Regions from separate parts of the Sus scrofa genome. Here region 2 is linked to region 1. Evidence: chromatin contacts called from public Hi-C data. All regions are on one chromosome and are shown on one strand. The core of a region is the stretch at or near the end of the contact, and the rest is flanking DNA. Distances in the headings are between cores, read along the strand shown. Region 1 holds the start of SNRK (SNF-related serine/threonine-protein kinase). Region 2 overlaps SNRK (SNF-related serine/threonine-protein kinase).

The links. Hi-C and Micro-C count contacts between places; a contact is called where the count stands out from the background.
Region 2: a contact with region 1 is called in a Hi-C map of liver, with 4 times the contacts expected there. The contact joins the enhancer-like site here to the promoter of SNRK in region 1. A contact is called at or near these places in 1 of 5 promoter capture datasets (liver), 6 of 47 Hi-C or Micro-C datasets (embryonic fibroblasts, heart right ventricle, liver and 2 more) and 1 of 2 datasets of contacts at active chromatin or transcription factors (skeletal muscle).

The regions. Positions count from the first base shown.
Region 1 is chr13:26,666,689-26,672,952 of Sscrofa11.1, forward strand. SNRK (SNF-related serine/threonine-protein kinase) reads left to right here and starts at 2,520. Exons shown (of 8, transcript XM_021071714.1): 1 at 2,520-2,660. The coding sequence starts at 2,572. It overlaps LOC102166555 (a long non-coding RNA gene), which reads right to left and starts at 2,438. Exons shown (of 2, transcript XR_306751.3): 1 at 2,322-2,438; 2 at 1,887-2,103.
Region 2 is chr13:26,700,247-26,706,510 of Sscrofa11.1, forward strand. The region is part of intron 4 of SNRK (SNF-related serine/threonine-protein kinase); the gene reads left to right. Among named protein-coding and RNA genes, the nearest start is that of SNRK, 34 kb to the left of the region's middle. Within about 2 kb of position 2,470, at least 8 of the 83 cell types and tissues checked have an H3K27ac peak or open chromatin away from gene starts, as enhancers often do. A contact at or near this core is called in liver, where this site is marked.

The DNA.
Region 1 (6,264 bases), core at 1,270-3,769:
CCACTGAGCAAGGGCAGGGATCAAACCCGCGACCTCATGGTTCCTAGTTGGATTCATTAACCACTGAGCCACGACGGGAACTCCTAAAATTTTTAAATAAATTATGAAAGTTAACAGTATCTAGAGAAGGTAACCTTGTTATACACACTACTTTGGGGGTAGTCCCAAGATGAAAAATGGCAATTTCTTCCATGAATTGGCTTGCTTTTCACATCTTGATCTAATTTTTATCATCTCCCTGGTTGCTTCTTTCTTTCTTTCTTTTTAGGGTGCACTTGAAACACATGGAAGTTCCCAGGCTACGCCATAGCCACAGCAATGCCAATCCGAGCAGCATCTGTGATCTACACCACAACAATGCCGGATCCTTAACTCACTGAGTGAGGCCAGGGATCGAACCTGAGTCCTTATGGATGCTAGTCAGATTTGTTTCTGCTGAACCACGATGGGAACTCCCCTGGTTGCTTTCCAATAAACAACTTCTTCCTTAAATCAGTGGCATTATGTTATTTCTGAGATCTGACTCACAGAGACTGTAATCCAAGCCTGCATGCTCCATCTTGTCGTTTTTTGTAGAATGCTGTATATCTAATTAAAGCTTCTTACAGGTCCATAAAAAGACCTAACATTAAAATATCAGCCTGGGTTGGAGAAAGCCCCAGGGTGGACTGAAGAAGGGGGTTCTTCATTAACAATAAAGGCATTTTGCTTAAATTCAAAGTTAAGTGATCATATATTAATTTGTACTTGAATATTTAAAAATATTGCCTAAGCATAATCAGATCATGTTACCACATTGATAGTGTGGAACTGAAAATGGGTCATGTTCTTGCCAGCAGCACTTCAGCTTCCCAAGAAACACTGGGGATGCATAAATGATTTACCACGTGGCCGGTACGGCATCCCTCTCTGTGGAAGAGAATTTGAGCAGACTTTATTTAAACCAACGTATTATTCTGTTTCTTTCATTTATTGTTTTGCTATTCTTATGCCCTGTTTTTCTTATAGAATTTATTCAAAACCTGAGTGACCCAGCAGCAACATTAATACTTTCTCTTCCTAGGGCTTATCTACTGAAGCCATTGTTCTGTAGTTACTGTTCTATCTCAGGGGCTAGAGACCTAGCAATAGAGGCCTTTTAACCACTGAAAATCCTCTGGGAGAGCATTAGAGTGGTAATTTCACCCCTTTACTTGGTGACAGGGTTCCCTGAGTAGTGATATCTCCCTAAGGAGAAAAGTGCAAGGCCTTCTCATTTTCCAGCAACAAAGGAAGGAATTCCATAAACCAAGTTAGAAGCTGTGAGTTATTCTTTCTAAGCCAGTGTTATCCCAGAGTTGGAGCCTTGACTCTGCCCTGAGGGTCAGAGACCCCCTTTAATAGAAAACCTTACTTACTACCCTGAGGGTTTGCACCTCCCAACAATCCACTCCTGCTTCCCAGTCATCTTCAGACACCTGGGAGAGAGTCTGAAAGAAGAGCCTTCTGACATTTGCAGGTCCAAAGAGACTTTTGCTAAAGCTATCTAAATTTCTCTTCTCATCCAGACGATTTAATCAAACTTGGAGCACCTAAGCAGTAGTTTTTGTTTGTTTTACCCCTGCTTGTGTCTTTCACTGCGAGGGTTCCTTTCTTCCGGGAGGGGTGGAGATCAAGGGAGAATCAGGGAAAAGTAGGTTGGAGAAATCTGGCATCTGGCTTGTCACTCCCTTCCAGGAACCCTGGAGAGCCGAACTCCATTGCGCGCCAAGCTTCCAAGAGTGGGAGACGGGAGCCCTTGCTCCTCTTTGCCACCCTCCCAAACCCAACCTCTGGCCTGCGCTAAGCTCCCTGCGGGAGCCACCCGGCTGGTGACCATGCTGCGGAACCATCTAGTGTACGGTTAATGCCCGGCGTGTTCTGAATCCCTGACTTCATGTTTTAATACTTCCCACGACTTTTCACCTTTCCACGCTTTTCCTGAGGAGGCCGCCTGGCTAGGCAAATGCCTCCCGGTGACCTTTAAAGCCAGCGCTGCATTCAAATGCTGGGTTTTTCTCCTTTTGTTTAAATAGCAACAAAATCAACAAAATTCCTTCAAATTGGATTCCCAGAGAGAAGAAACTGTAGAGAGAGAGGAAAAAAAATATATATACGAATACATATTGAACACTTTCCCTATTCTTGCTTAAACTTGTGTCGGGAGATGGGGTGAGCCTTTAAAAGGGTACAATGCCCTCATCCCCGGGGCCCAGGACGCAGAGTCCTGTGAGGATGCGGTCCCTTCTCTCCGATTTCCCCCACTTTTCTGGGGGGAATTGTCCTTTGTCCCTACTGCTTACTCCTTCATCATCCTCTCTCCTGCTTCGGCGCTCGCCCCTTCCTACCGCCAGCCGCAGCGCAGACACTGGGGTCGAGAAGCTGCCAGGATGCCCTCCAGCACCACGCTCGCGGGAGCCCGCAGGTGCTCCCCGCCCCGCCCTCCCCGAGGCCCGGCCCCGGCGCACGCGTCATAGTGACGTATGTCTCGCGCAGGCGCATATCGGCCCTCAGCCCCACCCCCTCCCCGCGGCCCGCCGCCCGCTTGGTATTATGATTAGCGCTGGGTGCGGGGATTCGGCGGCCGGGAGGGAGTCTTTGGCGCCGCGGCCGCTGTGGACTGACGCCGCCTGCCAGCTGAGGTAGGAGCGAGCGCAGAGCTCGGTCAGGCGCCGCGGCCGTGGGCGGGGGTGGGGCCGGCCTCCGCCGCCTAGTCGCCTCGGCGGTTGCCGGGCTGGGCTCTCGGGCCGGGGCGCCCGCCGCAGGCGGAAAGTAAGTTGCGCGCTCCGCGCTCTCCGCGCCGGCCGCGTCTCGGGCCCGGACTGCGGCGGCCCAGACTCGGCGCGGCGGCGGCGGCGGCGGGGCCTGGCGCCTGGCGGCGGGCGGCGGCGGGGCCCGGACGGGAGCGGGCACTGCGGCGGCTGGCCGCGGGCGCACCGAGGCCCTGCCCTTGGGGCCGCAGCGGGATTGCGGCACCTCGGGAGGCGCCCGCATCCCCACGCCCCGCCCCGGAGCGGGCCGAGTGCGGCGTGTATTCTTCACCAAATGTGTTTTCCTTTCTCAAAAGATCTAGCAATCTGGCGCAGCAAGGGAATTCCTTGCTAAAACTGCAGCCGTACAATAGAATGGGGATATTGTTGTCTGTAGAGAAAGGGCATCGGGGTAAGGAAGGAGGAGCAGTGCCATTCCCAAGGGACAGCTAGAATTTTTCAGATTGGAAAACCTCCTTTCTTTTCCATAGTCATCGCCTGTTGATTTCTTTCTGGACCGTTTTGCAAAAGCCTTCCTGACTTTAACTTGGACTTGGGATCTAGGAAAGTGACAACCTTTTATCCTGGGCCGGGAGGGGTGGTCCTGGAGCTGTGCTGTTCCTAACAGTTGGATCAGATAAAATCCAGTCGCTTTATAGGGAGTTCGGTTCAAGTCCAGTATTGGAGAGGTGGGGTTTAGCAGTAGTCAACCGACAGACGTCTGAGAATATAGAATTTTTCAAACTGTCAAGTTACTTTTTCCTCCTTTCCATTTAATTGAGTACATTTTCACAGTCTTAGGAGCAGCTGGTAAAGCTGACTTAATGCGTTTCACGTTTTATGGTGAAAGGTGAAGCATGGTGAGCAGGTGATGAACTGCAAGTGTTTGGCAGCCTGTTTAATTTCCACCGGATTCCTATCAAGCATCAGCTGCTGCAGTTTAGGTTCCTTGTATGGGGTTGGGGAACTAGCCTCAAATCAGTCTAATTTATCGGGATCTGTCTCAGTGTACTTTAAAGCCTAGCGTTGTCAAGGTTTATGTAATCAATTTGTTAATTTATGATCTTGCTACATTGCTCTCCAGATTTATAAAATCATTCCCTTGAGGAAATCTGTCTTCAACGTCTGCTTAAATATTTCTGTTGGAATTGGATTCCTGAAGAGGAATGTACTGTACAAGTGGTGATTAAAGTGTTCTAATTAGACAAGTTTCTTTAAAAAAAAAAAATCATGTTGATTCTTCTGTTTGACTGTCTAATTGTTCCTCTTAGGAAAACAGACGACATTCCCATTTTACAGAACTAGAAATGAAAGAAATTAAATGACATTCCCAAGGTCACATATTGAAGCAGTGTAGTAATTGAAACTGCACTGTGCTAACTTTTCTTAATATTCCATCTTTAAGGCTTTCCAGACAGGGAACTTAGAGTGCTACCTTTCTATTTTTTAAATTTGCAAAATCGACTTTTATTGTTTTCTTTTGTGCAGAAAAGTTACTCTCACAGTATTAATTTTCTACTATTCTGAGTTTTTCTGTATTACTGCAGTAGGATCGATTTGTTTGAAACATACAAGAACCCAGATGTTATGTAATTTTTATTTTTCTAGAACATAAATAAAGATTGGGCCTTTATGGTTCAAATGTAATTTCAAAATCCTAAAATGAAGACTTTCAAATGTCCTTATTAAAATCAAAGGGCTTTCAGATATTTTTATTAGTCTCAAGAAATGCTTTTTGTCTAAACTTTCCTATAGGTGTTTCATACAGAAAGTGAAACTAAATTAAAAAAAAAGAAACCACCCTATTTTTTGAGATACTGAACAGCCATAGGTCTAAGTATTGATATAAACAAGGCTTGATTTCTTTCCTGAAGCAGCTTGTCCGAGCCTAAGAACCCATTATACTGCCCACGAAGAAAGGGTACAAGTATACTTTCCACATGGTCAGAATTACAGGATTTAAAAATGTAGATGAGGACCCCTAAAGACTTGATTTTACTGCATGTAAGCTGTTTGCTTAACAACCAAAAGTTAAGAGTTTTTAGCCAAGATGCTTTGATAAGAAAACTGTTACTCAGAATATAGGTACTTCCCAGTGTGCATGTATGTGCAGGTACAGTCTTAGAGCAATTTAGGTGGAAAAGCTGAGTGGTTTGTGGCAGTTTTGAAGGTAAACCTAACCTCTGATCTTTTATTCATGGAGCCTTTGGCTATTCTGGGGGCCCCGGGTTGGAGGGTAGCAATAGAAAAGTGAATAAAAACTAGTTCCTCCCTTTATGCTATTGTAAATTTTATTTACACTGAGGTAAACAATGACAGGATCAAGTGCTGTGGTGAGGCATTGGCAAAACTCCTGGGCAAGGAATGATCTGACTTGGGACTGCTTCATCTAGGAGGTGGTGGTGAACCCGTCTTGAAGGACAGGTAGAGGGCCCAGGCAGAGAAGAGGGGAAAGGGCTCCAAGGGTTGAGGGAGACAAGGTCAGGTGGTGGAAGAAGAGCTTAGATCCAAGTGGGTAAAAGGGGGTTGAGGAAGTAGAGACAGTGTAGCTATTTTTGTTTTTGTGTTTGTTTTTTTAAGAATCTGGAAAGGAAGGGGGAGGAGTGGGGCAGTAGCTCTGGGGATGGAAGGGGACATATTTGGTATTCTTTTTTAGTTTGGGAGCAGCTAGTGCAAAAACCTCTTGAACCTAGGGGCTCAGGAGTGAACACTGGAAATGTGTTGTCTGTTCTGGATGATCTGGAGCTGCATTATTCATGCTGTGGATCATTTCCTCATCTTGTTTTTCTGTATATCTGCTTTGGGTTGAAGCCTTACGTCCCATGGGAGAGCCTTTGCTGCTGGTGGTAGGGGAGGAACCTGACTAAAGAGGATTCTTGCTTTGCATTCCCTGAACATTTATTTCTCTCCTGTCACTTGCAGAGCCTCCTGAGATTCTGCTTTGGCACCTCCAGAGTTTGGCCTCTGCTCAGGTAGGCTCTTTCATGACAAAGCAGGCCTCTCTTCCCTCTCCTTACTTGTTATGTTGTATTCCCCAGACTGCTTCATGCGACTACTCAGCAGTTCCTTCAGAGTCGGAAGGCCTTGTCTGCACCATGATGTGTCTCAAAGCAAGATTGGGGAGAGGGGTGTCTGTCTTTCTGTCTCTTTAAACACAGACCCCACCTCAGTTATATGTTGGCCTCAAATGTAATGTGGGTTATGAAATCAGTGCTCCAGGACTTGTAACTGGTCACATCAAAGCCTCACTGGGCCTCAGTTTCTCAGTTGTTTACATGCAGTTATCTTTCTCAAACCCCAAAGACCGTCAGCTCCTCGAAGGCAGAAACCTCTTCTTTGATTTCTGTATCTCCAGGCTAGTGTAATACCTCATGCATAGTCAGTGTACCCAAGAAATGTCATGATGAAGAAACTTAAAAAATCTAAACTTTAATTTGTTGCCCATTAATGGAAACCATAACCCATTTTAATCTGTTTTAATTCAGATGGGTTGGAT
Region 2 (6,264 bases), core at 1,220-3,719, 34 kb after region 1:
TAAAATGAAATCAAAGCCCCTGAGTGTCCATGATGAGGCAGGGCTCCAGTACACCCCCTCTTTGAAAAATATCCACATTGAAATTTGTAGCAGAGGAATGTACTCTCATGCATGTTGCTGGCCAACATCCTGATGGCCTTGTTTCCACATTTAAAAAGTATTTCTGGTATATTAACGTTTTAGATTTTGTAACTAATGTTATAATAAAATTGGACAAAAATTAGAAATTTTTCCCATAAGCTTGTAAAAAAAAAGTATTTAGATTTCACAAGACACTTTTTTAAAGGATGTAATTTTGGAAAGGTATGAGTTCGTAGCTGATTCTTGCTTCACCAAGACATATATTTATTTATTTATTTTGTCTTTTTAAGGCTGCACCCATGGCATATGGAGGTTCCCAGGCTAGGGGTCATATCGGGACTGTAGCTGCCGACCTACGTCACAGCCACGGCAACACCAGATCCGAGCTGCATCTGTGAACTACACTGCAGCCCATGGCAATGCCTGATTTTTAACCCACTGAACGATGCCAGGGATTGAACCTGCGTCTTCATGGCGGCTAGTCGGATTCATTTCCACTCAGCCACAACAGGAACTCCCAAGGTATTTAGATACTTGGAGGGATTTTTCTGAGGGTGGCAATTCCTAGGAAGTCAGAGCATCCAGACTGACTTTGTCTGGGAATGTACTGAGGTGGGTGATTTTGGTGGCTCTGGCTTCAGGGTCACCTTTCCCTTTAGAACCCTCAGGTTTGTCTAGAAGCAAGAACATAGAACTAGAGGGTTGTGGCCAGCAGCACTATCCTGATGCCTTCCCAGGCATTAGGGGACCCCAATCCTCTCCCTAGGCACTGTAGAAATAAGTTACCACCAGGAAAAAGGTCACCCAGGGAGTCTGTGGACCTATAACCCTGCCCCCCCCCCTTTTTTTTGATCACACTGTGTAATACTGTCAGGGATGCTTATAAACATCAGTGAGTTTAATATTTGAGTTTTCTTAATCCTTGAAGGAAGTTGTTTGCACTAAAAATTAAGTATTTCCTACTATAGCTATTAATGCTAAGTAGGGTGAGATTGGTCTATGCAGACATTAAGGGGATCTTGCAGAATGAAGGACCTCAGACCACAGGTTGAGAATCACTGGCCCACTGAATACAGACCATGTCTAGACTCCCCCCCCCCCTTTAAAATTAAAGTGTAGTTGATTTACAGAATTGTGCCAATTTCTGCTGTACAGCAAAGCGACTTAGTTATATACACACACACATTCTTTTGTTCTTTTCCATCATGGTCTATCCCAGGAGATTGGGTATAGTTTCCTATGCTATACAGTAGGACTTTATTGTTTATCCTTTCTAAATATAATAGTTTGCATCTACTAACCCCAAACTCCCAGTCTATCCCTCTCCCTCTCCATTCCCCCGTGGCCGTCCTCACCAGTGTCAGGTGGTACGTCATTGTAGTTTTGATTTGCAGTTAGTGATACTCAGCATTTTTTCATGTGCCCACTGGCCATCTATACATCTTCCTTGGAGAAAAGTCAATTTAGGTCTTTTGCCCATTTTTTGATTGGGTTGGTTTTTTTGTTTTTGCTGAGTTGAATGAGTTTTTTGGTATTTTGGAGATTAAGTCCTTATTGGTTGCATCATTTGCAACTATTTTCTCCCATTCAGTAGATTGCCTTTTTTTTTTTTTTTAATGTTTTCCTTTGCTGTGCAAAAGCTTGTAACTTTGATTAGGTCCCATTTGTTTATTTTTGTTATTACTATTGCCTTGGGAGACTGACCTAAGAAAACATTGGTACAATTTATGTCAAAAAATGTTTTGTGTCTTCTAGTAGTTCTATGGTGTCATGTAAAGAAATGTCTTTAAGCCATGTTTAAGTCTTTTTGAGTTTATTTTTGAAACAGTTAATTTCTAATTCAAGTAATAAACAAATGTTCTTGTGAGATAATTCAAACAACGCAGAAGTATATTTGATAAGAAGCATGAAATCCCTTTTGCTTTTTCCTGCTGGTCCTACTCCTACAATCTAGAATGATACATATAGTATTGTTTGCCCAGACACACTTTTAGAAAGAAACAGATAAGTAGTGGTGTCCACATTTTAGAGGAGAGAGAACTAAGACATGTAGAAGCCAGGTCACTTGGCCAAGAATATGTAGCTAGTTAAACGGCCCTGGTGGGGTTTGAACCTTGGTCTCTCTGATGCTTTAACCCAGGCATACTTTTTTCACTAGGCCATACTGAGAGAATTCTCACAGCTCTTAGGTTTTAGCCTGGCGTCTATAAAGTTCATTTCCTAACTGGTATCAGAATGACTTAGGAAGGAATGTTGAGCTGGAAGAGTGTCTACTGCTTGTCTGGTTTGGATGTGTGTGAACGTGTATAGTCCCACAGTGTGTGATTGATAACCTTTGGGTTCTTGAACTTTTCCCTGTTTTCTCTCCACTTGAAAAAACAAGTTTGCATAATGCCTTAAACAGCTGACACTGCAGCTTGTCCTTAATGACTCTCCCTCCCCTCACCCCACACACACTACTCTCAGCACTTCTTAGTCCCCTTTCCCTTTCAGCTTTTTATTTGAAGTACATGAAGTACACTCACTACCCATGTACCTTAAACCTCGACTTCTGCTGCTTTCTGCGGGGCTCTACCTGAACAGTATTTGCAGAAGTACTGCTTTGTCTTTAGTTTCAGGCTCACTCCGTTCAACACACTTCTGTCGAGCAGGCATTACCTGGGTGCAGGGGACATATTCTGCACTCTGGGAGCTCTGAGCAATGGAGGAAGACAAGAGAGCATCTGTAATTGCAGTGTATTATGGTGATGCTGAAACTACCAGGTAGCCCAGGTCGCCAGGTTGGCAGGCGAGCATGGGGAGATCTCAGGGAGGGTGAAGCACACGTTGGAATTGATGGGATTTCCCTGACATGGAAGTCAGAGGACCACAAAGTGTAGAGTCTGGGATAGGTGGGTGGTGGTGCCAGTGACCAGGTTAGAACACAAATGAGGACAAATAGGTTTGGGTAAAAGATGATAAGCCTCTTTGGGGCAACATTTATTTCTGAAGTCCCCAAGGTGTATTTAGGTGCATTCAGGTCTGGGAAAGAAGTTTTTTGAAGTAGGTGCGAGATGATGATATTCATTCTCACTCTTTTTTATAAAGAGAAGAAATGATTCCTTGTTAAATAATAAAGGTTTGCTTCTAACTGGAGTGTTGATAAACCAGGAATAATAGAGCTATTCTAAAACATGGACTTGTCCAAATTCTTTACTCCTCTTCTGCCTCACTCTTACACTGTTCAGATTACCTGACAGTTTTCTACTTTCCCTATGGTTTCTAGTTATGTCCCTTAGATCCAACTAGTTATCTTGTTCAGAGCAGAAAAGAATCTTTAGTAACCAGAGCTCTAGCTGATTTTGAACATAGGTGAGTCGTTCGTACTGTGTGGGTAGGAATTCACATCAGTAGACCATAGAGGTTAGGTTTCTGAATATCATACAAGAAGCAAAGATCCATGGAGTTCCCATTGTGGCGCAGCAGAAACTCATCTGACTAGCCTCAATGAGAACACAGGTTCGATCCCTGGCCTCTATGCCTTGCTCAGTGGGTTAAGGATCCAGCATTGCCACGAACTGTGATGTAGTTTGCAGATGCGGCTCAGATCTGGCATTGCTGTGGCTGTGGCATAGGCCGGTGGCTACAGCTCCAATTAGACCCCTAGCCTGGGAACCTCCATGTGCAAAAAAAGAAACAAAGGTCCTAGGTTTCATTATAGACCCCCTGGAACCTGCACACTTCTACTATAGCAGTACTTGCTATTCTGAGAAAGCATTCCCTTTAACATTAGTATTGGGTCATATGTCAGTTGCTGTTGACCGTAGTTGGAACTGAAAAGTGATTGCATAAATTCTGCCACTTGTGAGTGGTATTGTAAAAGGTGCTGGTCCCAAATTCATCTGTAGCGGTTTTAGAACATTCTGTTCCTGTTGATTTCATGACTTATTGCTACACTGATAAAAGAAATCCAGAGGGAAAAATAGAAGTTTCTACCTAAAACCTTTCTTCTGGTTTCCCTATTTTTATTACTTTCTAATCCCTCGTCATTCTTTTGCTGTCTAGATAGTTCACTTCAGAAATGATTTTTCAGAAAACCTCTCAGTAGTCGTGACATTCCCCCTCCACACCCTCTTGCAGTTACTTTTCCTCAAATTAATCATTCTTTTATTCTATTTTGTTTTCATTTTTTTCTTTTGTTAGCTTGCCTAAATGAACTTTGTAATATCAACTCCACTTCCAACTCTAGAAATAGCATAATTCAGTTGATCATCATAATTATGATGAATTGACCTACTGAATGTCAGCAGATGAGACGGGCGCTCATTTTTGAGATCTTATTTTCAGCTAGCCTGAAAGCCAGTAAGGGGATCAGTAATTCCCATCCTTTGTACTAACAGAGACTTTATTATCTTTCCACCTCACCCACAGTTCTATGAGTTGAAAGTTTTTGTTTTAATCAAAGGAACTGTATTCTATGAAGTGATATTTTCTTTTTCTATTATTAACCAAGGGTCTATAGCCAGGTCCAAAATAAAAACAAATGCTTCAGATAGTATCAATATTAGTATCATTTTTCAGATGGTTGATGTTTGTTAACCTGTGGACCTTTAATATGAATAAACAATTCCACTAGTATTTTTTAAAGTGAAAATAATGTAAAGTCCCCATTCCATGCTCTTTCTCTAACTTTCCCCACCCATCTTTACCTCTCCAGTTACAGACTTGGTGGATTCCCTTGTGGTCGTAGATCTCAAGTTGAGGCTATGATCTTATACTTTGTGAGTTCGTAGTTTTAGTAGCAAGTTATTTTTTTTAACAGAAAAGATAATTTTAAATATCCACTAAATGAATTTTTATTAGGACAAGTACCACCTCCCTTCCTTTGAAGCAGTTCTTAGTCCTGTAATACCAGGTGTCTAGTCCTGGGAACCAAACCCCTGAGTTATCACCTTTTCCACGCTGAATTACTGAAAAGGCCTTCCCTGTTTCTTTCCCCCCATCTCCATTAGTTTTTCTTCTTTGTGTTGGCTTTGGGCCTTCTTAAGCTTACTTGTTTCTATTACCCATTGTCTGTTTCTCACAATGAATTAGTAGCCCTGTAACAGCAAGGGAGTGTCTCATTTATTTCTGTGTTCACTGTCCAGAATAGAGCACAGGTGAACAGGAGCAGGGCAGCAGCAGCAGCCTCCTTGGGAGGGCTTTCTGTATGCTGGGCTCTGTCTTGTTTATATGGTTTCTAGCCCTTCTATAATGCCCAGAACATCTTTAAGAGGAAGCACCTCACTGTTACTAACTTGATTAAAGGCACACACACCACTTTGTGTTCCTTTAGTGACTATTTTTATCTTTTTCCTTTGGCCCTTAGGATGAAAGGTTAATTCTTTTGGATGCGATGGTAAACGGGATTGCTTCCCTAATTTTGGGGGGTGGGGGGTTGTGCCTGGGCTATGGGATGGAAATCCTGTGAAATCAGATTGTTATGATCATTATACAACTACAGATGTGATAAATTCATTTGAGTAATAAAATAAATAAAAAGGATGAAAGGTTAATGATTCAAAGACAAGAAATAGAGTAAGAAGGAAATACAAAGTATGGACAATAAGAAGATGGAATAAACGGGCCCTTGAATAATGTTGTCTCAGTAAGAGGGTCATTCACCCTTTCCAAAACTTTACTGCCTCAGTTCTTCTCCAGTTTAAATGCTTCAAATCATGTTATTTAGCTAGGTTTCTCAAAGTATAAGCATTTCCACGTTCAGAAATTATTTGAACCCTAACTGAAGTAAGTGGAAACATGTATATCTATTCCTTGTCATTTTTTTACTCTTCTAGTCATGCATCACTTCCTAACTAGCAGAGTGTGTTAGTTTGCTTGGGCAAATGATCTAACGTTTTCAAATAATGGACTTCCTTGTTGCTGTTCTTTTGGTTTTTTTTTTGTTTGTTTGTTCCGGGCTGCACCCACAGCATGTAGAAGTTCCTGGGCCAGGGATCGAACCTTTGCCACAGCAGCGACCTGAGCTACTGCAGTGACAGTGTGAGTACTTAATGTGCTGAGCCACACAAGAACTCCCTTTGTTGCTGTGGAGGTTAATACTTAACGGAAAAAGAAAGTTTCTCTAACCAAATAAGAATTTGGGGTCATTATTAGTTGATATTTATATTATTTGTTATGTTTTTAGATCATCAGTTTTGTATA